Regions from separate parts of the Mus musculus genome. Here regions 1 and 3 are each linked to region 2. Evidence: chromatin contacts called from public promoter capture Hi-C data. All regions are on one chromosome and are shown on one strand. The core of a region is the stretch at or near the end of the contact, and the rest is flanking DNA. Distances in the headings are between cores, read along the strand shown. Region 1 has its middle 17 kb from the start of Dhrs3. Region 2 overlaps Vps13d (vacuolar protein sorting 13D). Region 3 overlaps Tnfrsf1b (tumor necrosis factor receptor superfamily, member 1b).

Region 1 (3,742 bases), core at 285-2,784, 170 kb before region 2:
CAACTCTACCACTGAGTTGTACTTGCAGCCCCACAGAGGGTTTTTAAACACATGCTGTGAAGCAGGCAAGCATAGGGACTACTTTAGCAGCCTGGGACTCTAGGGGGAAGGGTTGTTCTCTCCTCTCCTCTCCTCTCCTCTCCTCTCCTCTCCTCTCCTCTCCTCTCCTCTCCTCTCCTCTCCTCTCCTCTCCTCTCTTCTCCTCTCTTCTCTTTTCCTCTCCTCTCCTCTCCTTTCCTCCTCCTCTTCCTACTCTTCTTCTTCTTCCTCCCCACCTTTCTCTCCCCTCATAATGGATTTGGCAGCCTAGCTCCTTCACCTACCCATTCGATGCTCATATCCCTCTCCAAACAATGTGCCTAGCAAACTGAGAACCCCTGAACCTCCTATGTATATCAGGCATACTTGAATCTCTTAACAGTACTATAAATTTCTCCACTCTTAGAAACAGTCTCATTTAGACAGTTTCTAGTCGAGAATATTCCCAATATGTCCTATATGAAGAATAAAAGGGGCAGCCAGCATGAACCAATGCCAGGCACATGTACGAAAAGGCAAACTGAGTCCTTCAAGTGAACTTTCAGAGAGAATCCCCTATTTATTTAATCTTAGGCCTATGCATACTTGGGCATGCATATAATTAAAATCAGATGCATTATGGGAAAGGATGAGTTCTGTAGGAAGAATGGGCACATGGCATAATCTATCAATCAAAATACAGAACCCCTCAAGCCACTCTCCACTGTAGCCAGCCCCTCCTTCCTTTAGACCCTATAAGAAAGACATCCTAGGCCATAGACTAAAACTCTAGAATATTCTCTCGCTTGTGACCAGCTGTAAATCTTGATGATATATTCTCTCTAATCCATATTAACCCTTCATTTCTAATAAATTTCTATCCCTTTGCAAATTTATGTAGCCCTCATTTTCAGTTCTTTAAGTGATAGGCAAAGAACCTGGAAACATTCACTCAGACACACACACACACCCTTGCAGGAACAGTTGTACCAGAGAGTCCATTCTCAATCAACAGTCAGCTCTCAGCCTCAATCACCATGTAATTACACCCCAGCCATGCAGTAAATCTCCATCTTGCAATATCTTGGGAGAGGCAGGAGAGAGGAGGAGGAAGACAGCATTTCCCAATAACTTGTTGTGCTTGGCCCAAAGTATCTGGGGAAGATATGGTGAGGCTCATGCCCTATAAGAATGCCCTGGTATCACCAGGCTATGGTGATGCATCTGCCGGAACCCCCTGCCCCATTCCAACCCATTCTGTGGGCTAGGCCAGGCCCTGTATGCTGCAGTGTAAATCCTCCCAACTACCCCAGCCTTGGGAGCAGATCCCTTGGGGTCACTATCAAGAGCCAAGAATTCTGAGAATTCAGGGTGGAGGGAGCCCTCAAGAAAACAAGTGAGTGATCTGATCCTTGCACCAACACATTTCTATTTCCAGCCTGGGACTAGGCTCATCCCCCTGGGAGAGAAGACCAGACAGGAGAGAACAGAGGCCAAGATACACTTGTAGTTTATTGTAGCACTGAACTGTGTTGACTCGGGGAAAAGAAAGAGCTTGAGGCTTTCCTGGGTGTGAGCTTCACTTAGTCAGAAGGAGGGGGGATGCTGTGAGGCAGCAGTTTTGCCTCAAATGGAAACTTGATGGGGTTTCAGACTCATAGGAATGTCCTCCAAAATGAATATGGCCTTTATTTCACAACCACACAACATTTTCTAGCACTGAGTTAAACCCTGGTAAATGCATAATGAGCATTGTGACTGTTTTATAGGCCAAGAAAACAGGGCACAGAGAAGTGTCTGATATGAATGGTAGGAGCTAGGGGTATGGCTCATGATAGAATGCTTGCTAGCATGCCCAAAAGCTCAAGGTTTGTTCCATAGCACTTCATAAACTTGGACATGGTGGTGTATACCTCTAATGTCAGCATTTAGAAGTGGAGAGGGGGAGTTTGAGGTCATCCTTGGCTATCTGGGGAGTTTGAGGCCAGCCTGGACTGGATGGATCCGGTCTCAAAAGAAAAGAGAAAGGAACAGGAGGAGGTGTAGTTCAGTAGCAAAATGTCTGCCCAGTGTCCGACTTTCTATTTGATACTGTGATATACAATACTAGCCAATTTAGGGGAGGAGGAAACGTTTATTAATAAATATATTTTATTTTGCATGTACATGTGACATGTTTGTGCCTGAGTGTGTATATATGCCATGTGCATCCAGAAGTCTCTGGAGGCCAGAAGAGGGCAACAGATCCCCTGGAACTGGAGTTACAGATGGTTGTGAGCCATGATGTGGATCCTGAGACCTGAACCCAGATTCTCTGCAAGAACAACCACTGATCCATCTCTCCAACTCCAAACTTTGGAGTGACCATCTCCTTTCTATTACCGTGTCCTCATGGTTTTCTGTCTTTGCCTCTGGATAATGTGTACTTGCCACCATTGCCAGCTAATTCCATTCCAATCTCTGTCATTAACATCATGAGATCTAACTAATTGTTTTAATAATTTATTTTTATTTTATGTACATTGGTGTTTTGACTACATATGAATCTGTGTGAGGGTGTCCTATTCCCTAGAACAGGTTTTACAGACAGTTGTGAATTGCCATATAGGTGCTGGGAATTGAACTCAGGTCCTCTGGAAGAGCAGTCAGTGTCATTAACCACTGAGCCATCTTGCCAGCTCAAGCACATTATCATCTTTTATTGTTTGTTCATTTGTTTGTGTTTTTCAAGACAAGATTTCTCTGTGTAACAACCCTGGCTGTCCTGAAACTCCCTCTGTAGACCAGGATGCCATCAAACTCACAGAAATCTGCCTCCTTGAGCGTCCCTTAAAGTGGATGCTAAGGAATGGAACATCTAGAAATGGATCCTCTAAAAGAGCAGCAAATACTTAAAGTCTGGGCCATCTCTCCAGCCTAAGATTTACTTTTTTCTTTTTGTTCATTTGTTTGTTTGATTGTTTGGTTGGTTGCTTGGTTGGTTGGGTTTTATTTTTTTCAAGACAGGGCCTCACTATTTAGCTCTGGCTGTCCTGGAACACATTGTGTAGATCAGGCTGGCCTCAAACTCAGAGATCTGCCTGCTTCTATCATCCAAGTGCTGGGATGAAAGGCATGGCCAGCTCTACTTTTATTATTTTTAATTATTTTATACATCAACGTATGGGTATGCACACATGAGTGTGGGATAGTAGACAGTGCCAGGAAACTCCATAAGGCTGAGCAGGATCCAGAGTCCTCGGCACCAGGTACCCACCTGAAATGGTAGGCAGCTCCCTGCTCCATGCCGGATTCCTGGCCCAGAACACATGCCACAATTCCCACATAAGGAAACATGGCCTGTGGTCACATAGCCCAAAACAGAGTTCTCCATGCTAATCAGGTATCTAGAGGCCCCGAGAGTCTAGCTAATAAGCTCTTCTTCCCAGACAGTCTTTCTTGCAAAAGGTATTTAATCTCTGATTCACCATAAGAAGGTGGTATAGACCCATTTCCCATGATGAACAATCAGTTATCAGTTTGGAACCGAGGACTGTCCCTTTTATCAAGAACTACTGTGGAGAGTATGGAGAAGGCCTTCGAATACTGAGCCATGCTCCATCTAAACCTCCCATAGGAAGCCCCTCTGTGCTCTCAGAGAACCACAACCAAGCTAAGGACAATCACCAATGAGCTAAACTGGAATTCCCATTTCCCTGGCTTGTCATCAGCCTCTGTCGGTGGT
Region 2 (3,476 bases), core at 2-2,501:
CTGAAAAACACTGTTACTTCCATCAAAGACAAAACTTAGAAAGAGTTTGTAGTGAAGATATAAAAGACCAATAACCTGATAGAAACCTGATCAAGTGCTAGGATCAGACAGTTCACAGAAGCAAAACCACACACACACACACACACACACACACACAAAGCAACAGTAGAGGAAGAGACACAGGAAGACACACAGTTAAATAAATACCAAACAGAAGATACATGGCACAAACAATCAAATAAATACCGACCAGACCAGATGAGCCGAAGACAGGGAGAGAGCACTGGTTTGGTACTTGGAATGTCACTGATGATATCAGAAGGAAGAATTTTAGGAGCTGAGACCATCATTGAATTACCAGTGTGGTGGCACACCCCTGCAATTCTAGTGCTTGAGAAACTGAGACAGGAAGATTGCTAAATTCAACACTAGGGGGTTTTAAACACCGATGATGGCCAGATTTCTATCAGGTTATTGGTTTTTTTTAATCTCTTCCCATTGTATAAAATCTTTATAAAAGTCTTGTCTTTGATGGAAGTGTTTTGAACTGAGAGATAGACTAAATTTAAAGCCAGCCAGACTAAAGATATGTTAAGTGCACAGCTAAAGTCACATGACTAGCCATGAGCGAATCCTAGACTTGAATGTGCTGTTTTCACAACAGCAACTACCTATTTGGTAGAAAGCGCCCAAGCCAGAGGGCTCCACTATTTCTTCTCAAAGTCATTCTGCATTTGTTCAGCCGTGCTCCCCACTAAAGAGTGAGTAGGCATGAAGTCGGCAGAGAGCATGCCTAATTTCCCCCATTTCACTGACAGAGAAACTGACAGCCAGCTTAAACTCCTTATTCATAGTCAAAGGCCAATCATGCTATGAAAGTGTAAGGACATGGTCTTACCAATGCAACTCCAATAAGAAGAGATTTAGAAAGCATGATTAAACAAAAGCTTAAGCCAGAAAGTTAAAACAAAACAACAACAACAAAAACCCACTAAAACACAAATTCCTCATTGCGACCAAACATTAAAAGAGACTGGTGTATTGCTGCAGGGACCTTTGACCTCTACCAAGCTGCAAAGTCCTCCCAACAGGCACCATCTACCCTGGAACCAAGGAAGTACCCAGTCCTGAAGTGAAACTGTCTTCACCTAGTCATTTACTGTCTGGGGTCCCTTATCTGCAGAGGCGCAGGGCCAGCCTGTTGGTATGAATTACTCTGCCACCTTCAGGCTGATCTGGTCTGTGGAAGAAGGCATGAGAGGAAAAGAAAGCCATATAGGATTGCGCCCTCCCAATGAACTGAGCCACTGCTTGCATATAGTAGGTCACAGCTCTGATCCTGATTTACTCAGGCAGCATCTTCCTGCTGCAGAGGGGATTCTGGAGAAAGCAACCTGTGCTCATACGTTCCTGATAAAACAGAGAAGTATCTACTCCCACTTCCCAGACAAAACGGCTGAAGCCTTCCAGAGACGGCGCCAAGTTGAAAGAAGAAATACCTGTCCACGAGGCCTCAGATCACAGCTAGTCCCTGGGCCGTGTCCTTTCCTTTCTTAGTTTATTCCACACTAAACAAAACTGTCTGGAATTCATTCTCTAAAGGTTTATTTATGGCACATAGAGACTGTTTATGTGAAGCAGGGCATGTGCCTATTTCCCTTTGGGGACAGTGTTTAAAACTATGGGGCTACTTCCCTCTCTGGCACTTTCTGAAACACAATTAACAATACTGGATCTTTTTTCCTTTTAACAAATCTGGTTTTTATTTAGAGAGGAAGGGAAAAAGTAAAGGGTCTGAAGTTTCCCAACAAATTATTTCAAGCCTTTGAGAAGACAGTTTTAGGCTTTTTAAATAGTGTCTTTGTTTGAAACTCCCCCTTACCCCCACCCCCTGCTCTCTGACCATTAAAGTGTGGGTTTTCTTCCAAACTAGATTGCTCAATTAAGGTCCTTCTTTTGTTATACCCCAATGCTCTAAATGGGAAAAGGCCTGCTGTAGGCCACCTTCTGAAACCTTTTAAAGACCCCCTGGTATCTTTTGATCTTTAAAGGAGTCAAGGAAATCCCCATTAAAAGCTACCTGGCTTTTCAATATGCCATGGCATCTCTAACATGCAAGCTCTATGCAGAGAGACCATGAGGAGAAGGGAGGGGCAGCTGTGCTCTTGTGTCTATGAAATGGAATATTAGCTTCCCTTCTTCTGTCAGTCACGAATCCAAAGAAGATAGCAGATGGAGACAGCTTCCAGTCACCTGGACAGTGTGGATGCCTTTGAGTCACCAGACAGACACTGTATCTGGCAACAATGTACCTCAGTGTAAATCTGGATAGGCAGAACCCCCTCCCCCAACATTTCTGACAGCCTCGCTCCTGCCTGGGAATCCAGAGAATGGAGGCAATTGTTCCTTCAATACTAAGACAGGGTTACCTTTTACACAGACTCCCGTGACTGCTGTTCAGGGAGAGGGCTCCGTTTCTAAGCACATGTTTTTAGTGATTCCATATTCATCAGAAAGAGTATATTGCTCTTCCTAAGAGCTCCTAATAAAGGCCTGTTACTCTGTTAGAAAACTCTGACTAAGTGATATTGTCTAAGGAGTCCCAGACTCCAGGAGGAATACTCAAGGTATAGTAACATGGTGACTTCCACAACCCCAGAGCTCCACTCTGAAGTTCCAATCCCAACATCCTGCTGAAACACAGGTATGTCATGGCATCTGCTTAAGAGTGCTCTAAATTCAGTAGAATACCAGGAAGACCGTCAACATGAAGGACTGGAATCACTCCAGCAGAGCACACACTGCACCAGTAAGAGATGCAGAGGACACATGGCATCTGTATCACAGGACTGTGAAGGACACATGGCTTAGGTACCCGGGACTGCAGAGGACACATGGCATCGATACCAGGAGTACCATTGGATAGCAAAGGACACACAGCATCAGTCCCATAGGACTAGGGACCAGGCACTTCTGCTGGGAGCGCTGAGAGGAATGCTGGGGTCTGTGATCTTTAACAAGATGATTTTAAATCAAGAAGTCTTACACTTGCAGGAAATGCTTAGCTTTGGTTTGCTGGGTGAGAGCCAAGTGTTCTGGGGGAACAGACTTTATCAAACAAATCCATTCCAAAGGTCACATAAGTCAAGTGGATACTTGTGGATATTAGCAAGACAGTAGTTTTCCCATGGTTTTCCCCTTACTCCCAAGCTAATTATAACCATCTCCAGCCTCCTGGGAAATACAACATTAGGGCAGATTGAGCAGCAAAGTGGTGAGAGGAGAAAGGCACTGTACCTCTTTTCTCAGGATGCTGCCCCTGGTCCCAGCTAGCCCTCCCTTGACTTCATTCACTGAAGCCATCACCCCTATTATCTAGAGGATGACGCTGAGCAGACAGCTGTCTCATCACCTATAGGTCTATTTTAGAAGCTGGGAGTTGGCAGGCTGTGGCACATGAGGCCCACACATGTGTT
Region 3 (3,469 bases), core at 349-2,848, 160 kb after region 2:
TCTTGAACTCTATAAGTATTCTTTAGTAAATAGAGCATTGTCAAAGCAACGAGCAGAGCTCCTCAAGGCAACAGGATCATGCTGTCTGCTCAGGAACCATGTTAAGAAATCACAGGTGAAAAGTGAAGTTCGGGGTTGGGCAGCTGATTGCGTTTGCCTAGCATTCACGAGGCCCCTGGGTTCAAGCCCCAGCACCACACAAATCATAGGATGGACAGACTTGTCATCCCAATACTTGGGAAGTAGAGGCAAGAGGATACAAAAGTCAAGGTCATCCTTTGGCAAGGTGGTTGTCAGTCTTAGATGGAAAAATAAGATTCGAAAACATAATGTAACGCCAAGGGTCCTGACACGGTTGCACATGCCTATAACTCAGCACTCTCGAAACTGAGGCAGGAGAATATCCAAGTTCAAGGTGCCTGGAGGATGCAGCCAGACTGGGTATACAGCAAAACTCCATGTATGAACAAACAGATAAGCAAAAATAATGATTAAAAGATAAAATCAATTTATTTAAAAAAATTTATTACATTTATGGTATGTGAGTGTGTGTGCAAGAATGTGATGTGTGCACATATGCAGAAGCATGTATGGGGTGGTGGTCAGAGGACAACTTGCAGGAATCAGGTCTCTTCTACCTTATGGTCAGGGATCCAACTCAGGTCATCAGGTTTGTCCGCAAACTGCCTTACCCACTGAGCCATCTTGCCAGTTCAAAACTAACTTATTAAATAGGAAGGGGGAGCCCTTGGAGAGATGTCTTAGTGGATAAAATGCAGGTATACAAGTGTGAGGACCAGAATTCAGATCTCTAGTATTCATGTAAATGTCGGGCAGGTATGGCAGCCTGCCTGTAACCTGAGCACTCCATAGGCAGACAGAGATCCCTGAAGCAAGTTAGACTAGAAAATGTGCAAGCTCTGGGTACAGATGAGAGCCCTGCCTCAGTAACTGAGAGTGATCAAACACACCCAAAGCCAACCTCTGGCCTCCACACACTGGCACACACATACATGCAAACATGGACACACACACACACACACACACACACACACACACACACACACTGAAGGAGGGAGATTCTGGACTGCCCATCCTTTAGGAATGTGTTATAGGTCAGCACTCAAATTGTTCCCTGCTCCCCCTCCTCTGATTGCAGAGCCCTAAGCTGGTCTAAGCTAGTACAGCCATTGTTCACATCCACGGTGTGGGCTTCCGAGATGACAGAACCCGTCTCCTTCCCACAACACAATGAGGAGGCCAGACTCAGAGCAGGAGATAGGGGCAAGCCTGGAGTCTACTTGGCTGGGTGTTTCCTCAGCATCCACAGGCTACAAGTGGGAGACAGCCAGGTTCTCTGCAAGAGTGGCTGTAAAGGTGGGATGGGAGGTGGGGTGGGGTGGCTCAGCCAGGGCTCAGTGTACAAAACAACAACAAAAAGCATTTATAAGCAGGAATTCTGTCCAGCACACAGTGCAATTGCTCCTTAGCACACCCTTTAGGGATCCACACAAGCACAGGAGCTGAGGCCACACCCAGGAACAGTCCTTTCCAATTCATTCTTTTGTTGCCTAGGAGGCCCGAGGTCATCCCAGGACGGGCCACCAGGGGGCAGACGTGTTCCTTCCCCTCTACAGTCTGATGCTGCAGAGCCTTAACAAGTCGGCCCCAAGTGTCCAGTATCTTGATTCCAGAGTGCTGAGCTCTTTAAGTCTCCATGGCAACAACTAGGCTCCTCTGCCAAGTTCATATCCAGTGGAATCGGTGAGCATGGCATCCAAGCACCTGAGACTGAACTTGCTTCTTGAGGAGTCTCCTGAACCCTTTCCTTCCAGGCATGCTAGGGGAGCAGGTTGATTAGAAAACCGGCATGAATCCTTTGGCAAAAGAGCTGGCTTCAGCTGTTTCCGGGTGGGCCTTTCAACCGATGTCATCAGCTGTTCCAACTCACAGTGCCTAACCCGGACATGCACTTGGGGTCACAGCAAGTACAGTACCAAGCCGTTGGGGAGTTAGAGGGAGTGCTCCAGGCTGAGGTAGGAAGAGACAGGTGGCTGCAGGGGCCTGGGAACTCTACAGTCCCTGAGATTCCCTGAAGGAAGGCGTGGCCTTGGAAGGGCTCATTAGAAGGTCAGGAGGAGGAGCTCCAGCCCTCTGTGTGCCCACCAGAGTAAAAGTCAAAGGCAGAGGCTGCAAACCACACAGGGGGCTGGCTGTGCTGTCTGCTGTCTGCTGTCTACTTACGTTTTGCATGTGTTGCTGAGGATCAAACCCAGGGCATGCTAAAAGCACACTGGACCACTGAGTTACAGCCCTACCATCCTATAACAGAGCAACTCTGCCTGATGGGGCCTCTGATTCTTGCATCAAAAGAATTTCGGTGGGCTTGGAGAGGGTACTTCCTAAGAGTTTAGCACTAACCTGAAGGGCCTCTGTGCCCTACCAGGCCACCACTTGCTCCTACTTGCTGGAACCGCCCTGCAGTGTCAGCATTCAGGCTGAAGAGCTGTGCTATTCATGGAAGAGGATGTTAGCTCCTTAGAAGGAAAAAATACTGGGGCCTCTCAGAAGCAAGAATCAGGCAAGAGCCCAGGAGATCCAGAGGGGTCATGGAAGAGCAACAACTTCCTGGGACTGCCCCCATAAAACACCATGGCAGTTTTTGACCACTCTAGCTGTCTCAGCCCTCACTTGACCTGCAACTGGGGCTCTGGAAGCCACTAAGGGAAATGGATCCAGCAAAAGTCATGAAGTTCCATGGGTTCAGGGTCTCGGGGGTCCCTTTGCAGGGTGTTACCCCTGTCAGGGGTCAGGCCACTTTGACTGCAATCTGATCAAACCAGCCAGCTTGGCTGGGCTTCATGCCCATATCCGGCACACCAAGGGGCAAGGGCTTCTCATGGCTCTGCAGTGTCTCTGTAGTCTCACACGGGGACTGAGACGGACACTCCTCCTGAGAGAAGGGGACCTGCTCATCCTTTGGGGACGCTGAGGGCTTGGCATCTGGGTCTCCCACTGTGGCGCTGGCTTGGGAAGAGCACTGAGAACTGTGGTCAGAGCTGCTACAGACGTTCACGATGCAGGTGACGTTGACGTGGGTCCCGTGGCTTCCGTGGGAAGAATCTGTGAAGCACAGGATGGGAGGGTGAGTCTGGGGATCTTGGAGACAGGGTGTCTTTGCAGTTTGCCTCTTGTCCCAGGGGCAGGTTAGAGCAATAGGCCAAGGGCCAAGAGGCTAAAGACCCTAGCTCACCTCTACTACGATGGCAGATGCATCACCCTTACATGCCTGTGTGCTCACTTCCCAGCTGCCCAGCCCAACGCTCCCTGCTGTTGACCGGAGACAATTTTCTAAAGCAGACAAAAGTACTCCAAGAAGAACAAAACATTGGGCTGAGGATATGGCTCAGTTAGTAAGGACTTTGTCTTGCAAGCTTAAGGACCTAAATTCAACCCCTGAGACCCCATG

The links. Capture Hi-C pulls out chosen DNA fragments and counts their contacts.
Region 1: a contact with region 2 is called in a promoter capture Hi-C map of adipose tissue. The contact joins two enhancer-like sites. A contact is called at or near these places in 20 of 39 promoter capture datasets (the 3T3-L1 cell line, 3T3-L1-derived adipocytes, the C10 cell line and 15 more), 16 of 484 Hi-C or Micro-C datasets (B cells, the C10 cell line, CD4 T cells and 9 more), 3 of 115 datasets of contacts at active chromatin or transcription factors (T-cell acute lymphoblastic leukemia, embryonic stem cells and regulatory T cells) and 4 of 9 other capture datasets (adipose tissue, embryonic stem cells, liver and 1 more).
Region 3: a contact with region 2 is called in a promoter capture Hi-C map of adipose tissue. The contact joins two enhancer-like sites. A contact is called at or near these places in 1 of 484 Hi-C or Micro-C datasets (nephron progenitors) and 2 of 9 other capture datasets (adipose tissue and liver).

What each region holds. Positions count from the first base shown.
Region 1 is chr4:144,874,342-144,878,083 of GRCm38.p6, forward strand. It overlaps a transcript of Vps13d not described here. Among named protein-coding and RNA genes, the nearest start is that of Dhrs3, 17 kb to the right of the region's middle. Within about 2 kb of position 1,535, at least 26 of the 459 cell types and tissues checked have an H3K27ac peak or open chromatin away from gene starts, as enhancers often do. A contact at or near this core is called in adipose tissue, where this site is marked.
Region 2 is chr4:145,049,455-145,052,930 of GRCm38.p6, forward strand. The region is part of intron 63 of Vps13d (vacuolar protein sorting 13D); the gene reads right to left. Among named protein-coding and RNA genes, the nearest start is that of Gm36317, 88 kb to the left of the region's middle. Within about 2 kb of position 1,252, at least 36 of the 459 cell types and tissues checked have an H3K27ac peak or open chromatin away from gene starts, as enhancers often do. A contact at or near this core is called in adipose tissue, where this site is marked.
Region 3 is chr4:145,212,978-145,216,446 of GRCm38.p6, forward strand. Tnfrsf1b (tumor necrosis factor receptor superfamily, member 1b) reads right to left here. Exons shown (of 10, transcript NM_011610.3): 10 at 1-3,123. The coding sequence ends at 2,810. Among named protein-coding and RNA genes, the nearest start is that of Vps13d, 20 kb to the left of the region's middle. Within about 2 kb of position 1,599, at least 70 of the 459 cell types and tissues checked have an H3K27ac peak or open chromatin away from gene starts, as enhancers often do. A contact at or near this core is called in adipose tissue, where this site is marked.